Linked DNA regions of Mus musculus: region 2 is linked to region 1. The links are chromatin contacts, called in public promoter capture Hi-C maps. All regions are on one chromosome and are shown on one strand. The core of a region is the stretch at or near the end of the contact, and the rest is flanking DNA. Distances in the headings are between cores, read along the strand shown. Region 1 has its middle 7.9 kb from the start of Gm38627. Region 2 holds the start of Cavin3 (caveolae associated 3).

Region 1 (4,940 bases), core at 1,352-3,851:
CTATACCAACCACCTAAGCTTCCGTAAGTACACTGCAATATTCACACAGCAGTGAAACCGCCTTAAAGAGAAATGTCTTGACATACAGCCCCATTGTCAAGCAAGTTGTGCTTGTACCACACAGATGACACACACAGTGCACAGTGGAGGAGAGAGTTGCCACAGGCACAGGTAAGAGTGATCTGAGGATGACAGAGATACATTAAAAATACAGAGTCAAGTTCCTCTGTAAATCAGCATCCCACACCCTGAGGCTGGCCAGCACATTCAAAAGGAAATTGGAAACAGCTCAGAAAAATAACAGTATTTTGAAGAAACAAAGGTAATGAATGGAAAGAGGGCTTTGCATAGCAGCAAAGGTTCCCTACCCTGCTCCCATAGGTAGGAACACCAAAGGGCAAAGAACTCAGGACCCTTAACTTTCACTGGATTAAACTCTTGGTTTTTTAAATAAAAGACAAGGTTACAGGGCCAGATTGCCAAGCCCTATGTCCAGATCGAGCTAAAACTAATCAGGCTCAAAATGGCTACACAAAGGACAAAAGAAAAGTGTGAACGGGAGAAAACCGCATCCGGTGAAATGTCCTTTGTAAATCATCCAAATCAACTCTGATGTCAGACACTCTGTCAGAGCAAAATCACATCTGCTCTTAATTAACCCTGATTCCGGAAAGCGACAGCTGAACTATAGATAAGACCTCAGTGAGGGGTCTGTAACAGTTTCCCGGTTTCTCTGACCCTTCACTGCAGCCGGTAGGCATCTGATGGATAACTGAGGCAGATAAAAGCTGGCCACTTCTGTCTTTATACTGTGTCTGTCCCTGTACTCTCTTAACACTTGTGAGTCAGACCCTGCTCAACTCTGCATGTAGACATGTCGATCACTTAAAATGTTTATTTTCCCAGATGAGAATGCTAGCACACACATTTAATTCCAGCACTCAGGAAGGAGTCAGAGGCAGGTGAATCTCTGTGTTCAAGACCAGCCTGGTCTACAAATTGAATTCCAGGACAGCCAGGGCTACACAGAGAAACCCTGTCTTGAAAAACCGAAAGAAAACTTTTTTCCAAAATTGTAATTTAGAGTTATCTTAATCTGTTTGCTGTTTCGAGCTTCGTATGTGTTTATTGGCAACTGAAGGACATACAGTTTGATCATATGGCCCATACCAAACCTGAGGCTACTATCCCTGTACATGGCAATGAACTGCTCAGCAGTTCTGGTTTCAGTTGGAACTGTAAGCCTGCAAACCCTCAGGCCAGATTGTACCCAGGAAGGAAAGCACCTCCACTGTGCCCATGAGCAATGGGAAATTAGCAAGCATTATTCTACCCCACCTCCAGATCAATAAAGGCTTACTGCCCTTGATCTGTGAGCAGCCTGATACCTGCCTCCAGTAAACTGAAGTCAGGCAACTGGAGCTGGTGGCTCAGGAAAGGAGCCTTGCCCAGCTCCACAATAAATGCCTGAGTCTCACTTCTACTGTTCCCACAGACCAGTAACTTCCTCTTTTTCTGCAAACTCAGAATAGGGCGCTCACCAGGCATTTAATCTGCCAGCACCCGAGTCTTGAAATACTCAGCCTCCAAAACTGTGAGAGATGAATGATAGTGAGCCACTGGGTTTGTCGTGGCCAGCAGAGCAGACGAGGTGCTATCCTCAGACAGACATTATCCCTCCCCAACCCAGTCTGACAGAAGCACAGACATTGAAATCCCTGCGTGGTGGACTTCAGGTCTGAGATTAGCTTGTAGCACTATTGCTTTCTAGTCCGAAGGGACAAAGACACCGAACTGGGGGGAGAGGGACAGCTCTGCGGTAGATCCACACCCTGCACTGTAGAGAACAGAAAGACACAGGAAGCACTACCCTATGAGTGTTGATCCTAGCAAGTGAGTTCCAGAGAATTTAGCCCCTTTTCAGAGTCATGGCCATCCCAAGTAGGCCTGGGTTCTCTGATGGGGCTAACAATGCCAAATACAGGTTTAAAGACTGGAGGAGGGAAGGGGGGAGAAGGGGTGTAGAGGTTGGGCTTTTGTTTCTTGTTGATTTGGTTGTTGTTTTGTCAGCGGTGGGGGTCGTTTAGTTGGTTGGTTTTGGTTTGGTTTTGCTTGTTTATTGATGCCAGATCTCCTGTATCCCAGGCTAGTATCAAACTTGCTGTGTAGTCAGGGTTGACTTTGAACTTCTGATCTACCTCCACCTCTGCATTGCAAGCACGTGCCTCCACACCCTAATATGTGATCTTTTGACATCCTAATTTTAATTTTCCCTTGGTAAGGAGAAGAGAAAGATTAACTGGATTTAAGCTAGAACACAGCTGAGCATTGAGAAACACAGCCTGCTGCCAAGTAATAAATAAAGCTGAAAAAGTGAGGTGCCCGGGCATGTTCACCCAACATCAGCTTTCCCTACTGCTCCATCAGCCCCCGCCTGGTTCCAAGTTTATCGAGTTTATTTTAAAAGCTTAGAGAGAAGAATCGGGAACGATGTTTGGTCGTGGAGGAAACTGAGCGCACGGGTGTCTTCCAGTTTCGCGCTCACCCTACAGGCTCGTTCCGTGGACTCGGGCGCCCCCACGCGGCGGCACGCACAAGCCTCGGGCGCCCGGGTCCTGGTGACAGAGCCACCAGGCACCGCGCTCCCAGCTCACAGCCTTCGGCCGCCCTCAACCCCGCCGCTTCCCACGGGCCTCGTCAGAGCATGGGGACTTAATGTTTACGAGATCGCCAGGCTCCCGCGGGCCGCTGTGGCGACAGCCAGCCCGCGGCGCTAACGAGCCCCAGCGGAGCGCCGCGGAGGCCCGGCTTTGGCAACCTGGCGCAAGCCTGCCGTGGCCGCCTGCAAGCAAGCTCCCAGTGCCACCCACGGAAGCCGAGGTCGCCACAGCCACACCAACGAGTGGCCAGGGAGACCGAATCTAGGGTTTCCGGTGTTTTGCTGGCCCGATCTCCAGATCCACCCCTCCCGGTCCATTCAAAAGCCTTGACCACTGAACCCTAGACCCTGGCCCAGTAATCTCTCCCCAGTGACCAGTGGTCAGGCGGAAAAAGGAGAGAGAGTAATCATTATATCTCATCCTGGGGTGTGTTCAACTTATTCTCCAAACTGACAGCGCTGGGGGTCACCTACTAACTTCTGGGCAAGAGCCACACATCAGAATGAGGATCAATCATGACTTGTCCCCAGAAGAGAGTGAAAGGCTCACATTTACAGTCTGTGTGCCAGGAACTGTGAAACTACTTACATTAATTTCCTCAGTCCTAACAACACTGCGATAGGCCCTGTTGTACATACACAGTTGTTCGCATTTCAGAGAAGGAAACTGAGACCTAAGCCCACATGGTGACCCTGAGACCCAGAGACCGATTGAGGCAAAACAAAAGCTCTCCGAGCTTGGCTCGGTTAAAGACCATCCTCCACTACGTAATCAGTTACAGTAGAGGCTAGCCTGGGCTATGTGAGACCCTGCCTCAATTTTTTTTAAGGTGAAGAGAGCCTTGCATTTTTCCTAAGTATCTTCCAGGACACACACACACACACACACACACACACACACATATACGCACGCACGCACGCACGCACGCACTACACAGGAAAAAGCTCCATGGCCCTGCAAGTTGAGAACCACTTACTTAAGCTACCCTCCTCAGCTTTGGGGAGTAGTAGCTGACAATTTCTTTTAATCAGTTGGAGTCTTTCCGAGGGGGACAGATGTTTCTCTTGGTTTAAGTCTGGGTTTTGATGCTTACCATAGCAGAACTTCCTCTTTCAACATACACTAGCATCCTGTGGCACTGTCTGACGGAGTATACTTTGGGATACGTCTCAAATGTTCATAATGACAACATTTTCTGGCCATTTTCCTGTGCACTAAGCACCATCGCATGTGCCAATCTACCCCTTAAAACTCCCTGGATAACTTGGGGGGAGAGAGAAAAATTCAGAGCTGAGAATGCTATGGGTGGTAACGAAAAGCTTCCGGGCTGAGGGCTGGGGGCATTGCCACACTTGCCTGCTACTGTCATTCTCCCATTTTGCAGAATGAAACTGATGTGCAGAGCCATGACATCACTTTCTCTAGGTCATAGTCACGCTAGTGAGTGGACCGGGACTCAGGCATGGTGTGGCCAGGCCTGTGCTGGTACTTAGGACAGCCTCCATGCTGCCCCTCCACCGTACTTGCAGGGTTAGGGTCCTCATCTCAGGGCTGAGTCCTCATGAAAGCTAGTTTTCTGTGAGAGGGTCTCTTCTCCTTCAAGGGCCTCCCCCTTCTACCTGTCCGTCAAAACCACCATCACAGACACCCCCGTAGGTGAAGAAATGGGCACAAGATTTGAGTTTAAACAACTCCTTGTTGGATTCTGGCACCACTGTTTACAGTCTGGTTGACTTTAGGCAGCTAATTTGGCCATCAGTTGCACTGAGGAGAATCTAAGCAACCTCTGCTACCTTATGGGACCTGAGGTGGACTGAGGTCATCATTGTGAGAACTCAGTAAACCCTGTTTCACACCTTTCATACTTCACTCTGGGAACTCTTCCCTGACTGTCTCCACCCCATCTCTCTACAGGGGGCTTGAGGCTCCTCTGCTAAGGGAGTACCCCACCTCAGCTTGCCACACCCTTGATCCTGAAATAATGGCCCTGTGTATCTGAATCCTCCAGTAAAAAATACCTCCAAGGGCCAGCCTGTTCACTGCTGTATCTGCAGGGCCTAGTACCACCAACATTGGCACACAGTAGGATTTCACTTGATGCCTGGTGGATCAGTGGCTGGATCCTAGCAACTGGAAATATGGTTATTGAAAACCCACCATGCCAAGGCCCAGTTCCAGCATTCCACATGGACCCTAACTCATTTAATAAAACTAGCATCTGAGAGGAATGCTAATATTTTCTTATTTGGAGAAAGAGAGGCACGGGAATGTACCCAATAA
Region 2 (4,940 bases), core at 1,795-4,294, 3.0 Mb before region 1:
TTTCCCAGAGCAATTCAGAGAAGCCACAATTCGATCTCTCCCCCTCCCCCCTCCTTTTTTTGAGACAGGGTTTCCCTGTAGCCCTGGCTGTCCTGGAATTCACTATGTAGACCAGACCTTGAACTCACAGAGACCTGTTGCTTGTAATTTTAAAAGCACGCTACGGCTACTGCCTTTGCCTGGGAGCTGCTGCCCGGGCTCTGGCCCCTCCTGGCTCCCCTTTTTTTCCATCCAATCAGTACCACCAGCCCTGACCAGACTTTTCTTTCCTACCTAACCTTTGCGTTTTATTATTTTAGAACTTGCTAGCTAGGCACAATTGCTGGGTGCAGATTTCTCCTGCCTGGAAAGGCATGTCCTTTCCAACTTATATCTCCATTTCTTCTCCTACCCTGAACTTAGTTGCTTGTACCCCACTAACCTCCTTGGCCATCTGCCTGTAGAGAAGGCCACCGGCCCTAGCTCTCCCAGAGGCCTTCATGATTGCAGAGTCCTCTTACCTTCAAAGCATAGCTAAAAAAGCCCCTCTCCTTCCTTGTGTCTGCCTTTTCCTCCTGGGACCTGGAAGTCCCACTTGTACCTTCTGCCCAGCAATTGGGCCCTGGCCTTCTTTATTGACAAATGAAGAACCAATTAGGAAACTAGAGATTAGAATCAGAACCTCCCGTTACAAAGACCCGCCTGCTTCTACCTCAATTCTTTTTAAAAGTAAATCACAGAAATTAGGGGTTGGGAAGATGACTCAGTAGTTAAGAGTGTTTGTTGTTCTTCCAGGGGACCCAGGTTCTATGCCAGGACCCATACTGGGTTGCTCACAACCACCTGTAACTTCACCTCCAATAGTAGCTAATGCTGTTGGCTCTGTGGGCACCTGCACTCATATGCACACACCCACACCCATACACCAAATATTTGTAAAAATGCTAAAAAAAAAACCATAAGAAATTAGAAAGATCACTCTTTTTCTTCAATTATCTTCATTGTAGGGGAACTCTGCTCCTTACCTAGGAGAATGGCTGACAAAGAACTTGGGCAGACAGGCCGTGCTGGGTCCCCTCTCATCTACTATAGTCAGACCACACCCCTTTGTCTAACCCCATTTCTGTGTAGCTCTCCAGTCTTCATTAACTTAAGCATACAACAGTTTTCCTTTGTGTCTTCCCTTTGGAATGTCTGTGCCATGTAAAACCTCTATTACTTAGACTTGCTATGCCATTTCCATCTCCCTGTGCAGCCAGGGAGAGTCTTAATCTTTCAGATGTGCCATTCTTAGTTCCAGATTTACAGGTGTATAACCAAGCTCATTTAAACCTGACTGTGGTTTTAAGAGCGCCAGCCACGAACTGGTGATAGGCATCACATTTTGAACATCTAGAGCTAGAACGGACCAGACAGTGATGTATGGTTGGGTAGAATTGGTCACTAAAGCTTTTCTCAACCTTATTTATGTATGTAGTCTTTTGGACGACCCAAGACAATTGTGTGTCTAAGCTGGAGAGATAGCTCAGCCAATAAGAGTACTTGAGGCTCTTACATAGGACAGGAATCCTATTTTTAGCACCCACATTGGATACCTCAGAGTGGCCAATAACCACAGTTTGAGGGCATCTGACACCTTCTGATATCCATAGGTCTTTGCACATGCATGTGCACACATTCATGCACACACACATATACATAAATAAATAAAAACATCTAAAAGATTTCCAAGTTGTTGGGCTGGGGTATGGCTTAGTGGCAGAATACTTGTCTAGCGTGTTTGAGGGTTTGGGTTTGATCCTTAACGCTGTGCCTTTTCAGCCAACTAATGGGGCAGTCAATGAACACCTATAACTTCAACACTCAGGTGTCTGAGACAGGAAGATTTTGAGTTTGAGGCCTGGGTTACACAATGAGTCCCTATCTCAAAAACACAGAAACAGGGTCAAAGATGTAGCTCCGTTGAAGATGTTGACCAGTGTGCATAGGAGCCTGAGTTCGATTTCCAGCACCAGCATAAAGTAGGTTTGGTGGCACACAACTGTTATCTCAGCCGTTGGGTGGCAGAAGCAAGAACAGACATTCAAGACCATCCTTGGCTGAACAGTGAGTTCAGGGCCTCCCTGAATGACATGAAACCCCGCTCAAACTCTTTGTGTTCTTTTGTCAGGCTCAGATGGCTCTGCTAATATCGGGTCCAAGATGAGCAAATCAAACTCTAACATAAAAACAAAGTTTTCACAACCAGAACTCAGGAATCAACCTTTATGTAGTGATTTTCCACTCTAACACTCACTATGTAGTTCATCATGGTCTCCAATTGGTGATTTTCCTACCTCAATATGTATCACCATATCTAGCTACTGCAGCATTTCAAATCCTCACACTCACCAATTTCGGAGACGGGATTGAAGGCATTACGCAGGAACCACAGCCAATCTCCATTAAAACGGACAAACCAGTACTTATTCTAACTCATGGCTGAGCTATCCTCCAGGAATCCAAAGAAGAACAACGCAGTCCAGTAGGAAGAAATAGCAATAAACGAAGCCAGAGGCTAAACCTGGAAAATATCAGAGGATGCCCCGCCCAGCCCGCCTAGACACAAAGCCCTGCCTTGGGCCTAGGCAGTCTTGGGTCTGAGGCAGAACATTCCAAACTTTACAGGCCTCCGCCCAGCGTTGGGGCTCAGCAGCTTTGACGGCTTAGGCTATGCCTTTAACACCCCTGCCTTCCACCCCCACCCCCTTCTCTGATCACTAGATAGATAAATGAAATTTTCAGTGGTTTGCCTTTTGCTGTGAAGAACACAGGCCTGAAAGAAGCCCACCAGGAAAATGGGGGAAAAGGAGCACAAACTCAGAAAAGAGGTGCCTCTGGGCAGGACTGTCTTACTCGCAGATCCCGGGGCGGAGCCTTCGAAAGAGCCCCCTTTGGACATTCCGCCCCCTTGCTCGGCCTCCTCCTTTTCCCACCGCGGAAGATGCCAACTCCCGCCCGGCTGAGTCACGGCCTGAACTAGGGGAGGAGGCGGGGAAAGGCAGCCCCAGCCCAGATCGCAGCCATCGGTCTCAGGGAGAGCAGGCCCGGTGGTCAGAGATCATGGGGGAGAGCGCACTGGAGCCCGGACCTGTGCCTGAGACGCCCGCAGGGGGTCCGGTGCACGCAGTCACCGTGGTGACCTTGCTGGAGAAATTGGCCACCATGCTGGAGGCTCTGCGGGAGCGGCAAGGCGGCCTGGCTGAGAGGCAGGGCGGCCTGGCGGGCTCCGTGCGTCGCATACAGAGTGGCCTGGGTGCGCTGAGTCGCAGCCACGACACCACCAGCAACACACTGACGCAGCTGCTGGCCAAGGCGGAGCGCGTGGGCTCGCACGCCGACGCAGCCCAGGAGCGGGCCGTGCGTCGCGCTGCTCAGGTGCAGCGGTTGGAGGCCAACCACGGGCTGCTGGTGGCGCGCGGGAAGCTGCACGTCCTGCTCTTCAAGGTCAGTGACCTCAGGCATCCCTCTCCCGCCCCCAACCCTCGCCTCTAGGTTACCACCGAGGGAAGGACTCCTGCCACCCACCCGTCCGCATCTCCACATTCCTGACCCAGCGTGCTGCCCTCACTTGTGGAAGACTCTCAGAGCCGCACCCACTTTCTCACAACAGCGACCTTATCCCTTTCTCACTCCCAGCCTGGCCAACCCACGCCCTCCCTAACTCAGGCCAGTCTGCGGATTTGGTCAGTCGCACCCACATGGAACTAACTGTTAGGTGTTACTCTGCCTCCTCCAAGCGCCTATACAGCTGTTACACTCTACACGGTTTCATCCACTTTGCAAACTTGCAAGGTCCACTTTCCCCCTCTTTGCTCATCTCTCTGCTCCTCCATCCTCCCCATCCCCCATCTTCCCATTCCTCTATTTTGGCCCCAATTCCTAGTGCAGATGCAAAGGGTGGAGTAGCTTCCCTTGGCGGGCGGGCAAGAGAGTTTCAGGCTGGTCCTGGCTAAGTGCCAGGGTCAAATCAGAGAATCAAAAGCTGTGTCATCACATTTAGGAGGAGACTGAAATTCCAGCCCGCGCCTTCCAGAAAGTCCCAGAGCTCTTGGGTCCGGAGGACCAGTTGGTGCTGGGCCCAGATCAGCCAGAGGATGAAGTTGGAGAGAGTTCTGAAGAGGAGCCAGTGGAGTCCAGGGCTCAGCGGCTGCGCCGCACTGGTTTACAGAAAGTTCAAAGCCTGAAAAGGGCTCTTTCCAGTCGTAAAGCAGCACAGCCCACACCAGTCAAGCCGCCACGCGTAGGGCCTGTCCGGAGCTCTGAAGGCCCATCAGAAGGCCAGCCTGCAGCTCAGCCTGAAATGGAGTCCGAGCTCGAGACTGCCCTGGAGCCAGAACCTCCTCAACCTACCAAGGAAGATCCTGAGAAACCCGTGCTTCAAATAGAGAGCGCAGCCTGATCCCTGGGGCTGCCTGTCCCATTCGGTGCTTAAGCCTTGTCCCAAAATAAGTACTTATAGAGTGCAGCACTTACATCCAAATAAGGAGAGAATCCTGCATCCACTGCCCAGCTCCAAAGCTTCCTTCCTGGCTTTCCAGTCTGAACCCTGTGTCCTCTGACAGAGGAGCTTTCAGCCTAATTTAGGTTCACCACCAATAAAAGCAATTTTCTCTAACCCAGACTCAATGAGAAAGGGCGAGCGACAATGCGCATGGCTTGGGGAAGGAATGGGCTGAATGACAAACGTTCTCACTTTTCACCGAATCCTGGGTCCTCCATTGGCACGGAGAAATATTGGCCACTTACTGCTTAAATACATTCCTCTTGGGGACACATAAGTACAACTTTGGGGCCCGGCCTGGGGCGGGGCAGTATGCAGTTCTTTGAAGAAAACGCCCTAGTTAATGTCAGCTAATGCACTCTTCCTACTTCTGGTGTCTGACACTCACAGACAGCTCACACCATTGGGTTGGGGTGCA

Evidence for each region. Promoter capture Hi-C pulls out the DNA fragments that hold promoters and counts their contacts.
Region 2: a promoter capture Hi-C map of hippocampal neurons shows a contact between it and region 1, with 6 times the contacts expected there. The contact joins the promoter of Cavin3 here to the enhancer-like site in region 1. A contact is called at or near these places in 5 of 39 promoter capture datasets (cranial neural crest, frontonasal cranial neural crest, hippocampal neurons and 2 more), 2 of 484 Hi-C or Micro-C datasets (cerebellar granule neurons and cerebellum) and 1 of 115 datasets of contacts at active chromatin or transcription factors (astrocytes).

The regions. Positions count from the first base shown.
Region 1 is chr7:102,510,917-102,515,856 of GRCm38.p6, reverse strand. It overlaps the pseudogene Gm8556. Among named protein-coding and RNA genes, the nearest start is that of Gm38627, 7.9 kb to the right of the region's middle. Within about 2 kb of position 2,601, at least 106 of the 459 cell types and tissues checked have an H3K27ac peak or open chromatin away from gene starts, as enhancers often do. A contact at or near this core is called in astrocytes and hippocampal neurons, where this site is marked.
Region 2 is chr7:105,480,301-105,485,240 of GRCm38.p6, reverse strand. It overlaps Cavin3 (caveolae associated 3), which reads left to right and starts at 3,044. Exons shown (of 2, transcript NM_028444.1): 1 at 3,044-3,465; 2 at 4,022-4,625. The coding sequence starts at 3,082. The coding sequence ends at 4,420. Gm36847 (a long non-coding RNA gene) reads right to left here and starts at 2,442. Exons shown (of 3, transcript XR_378395.4): 1 at 2,371-2,442.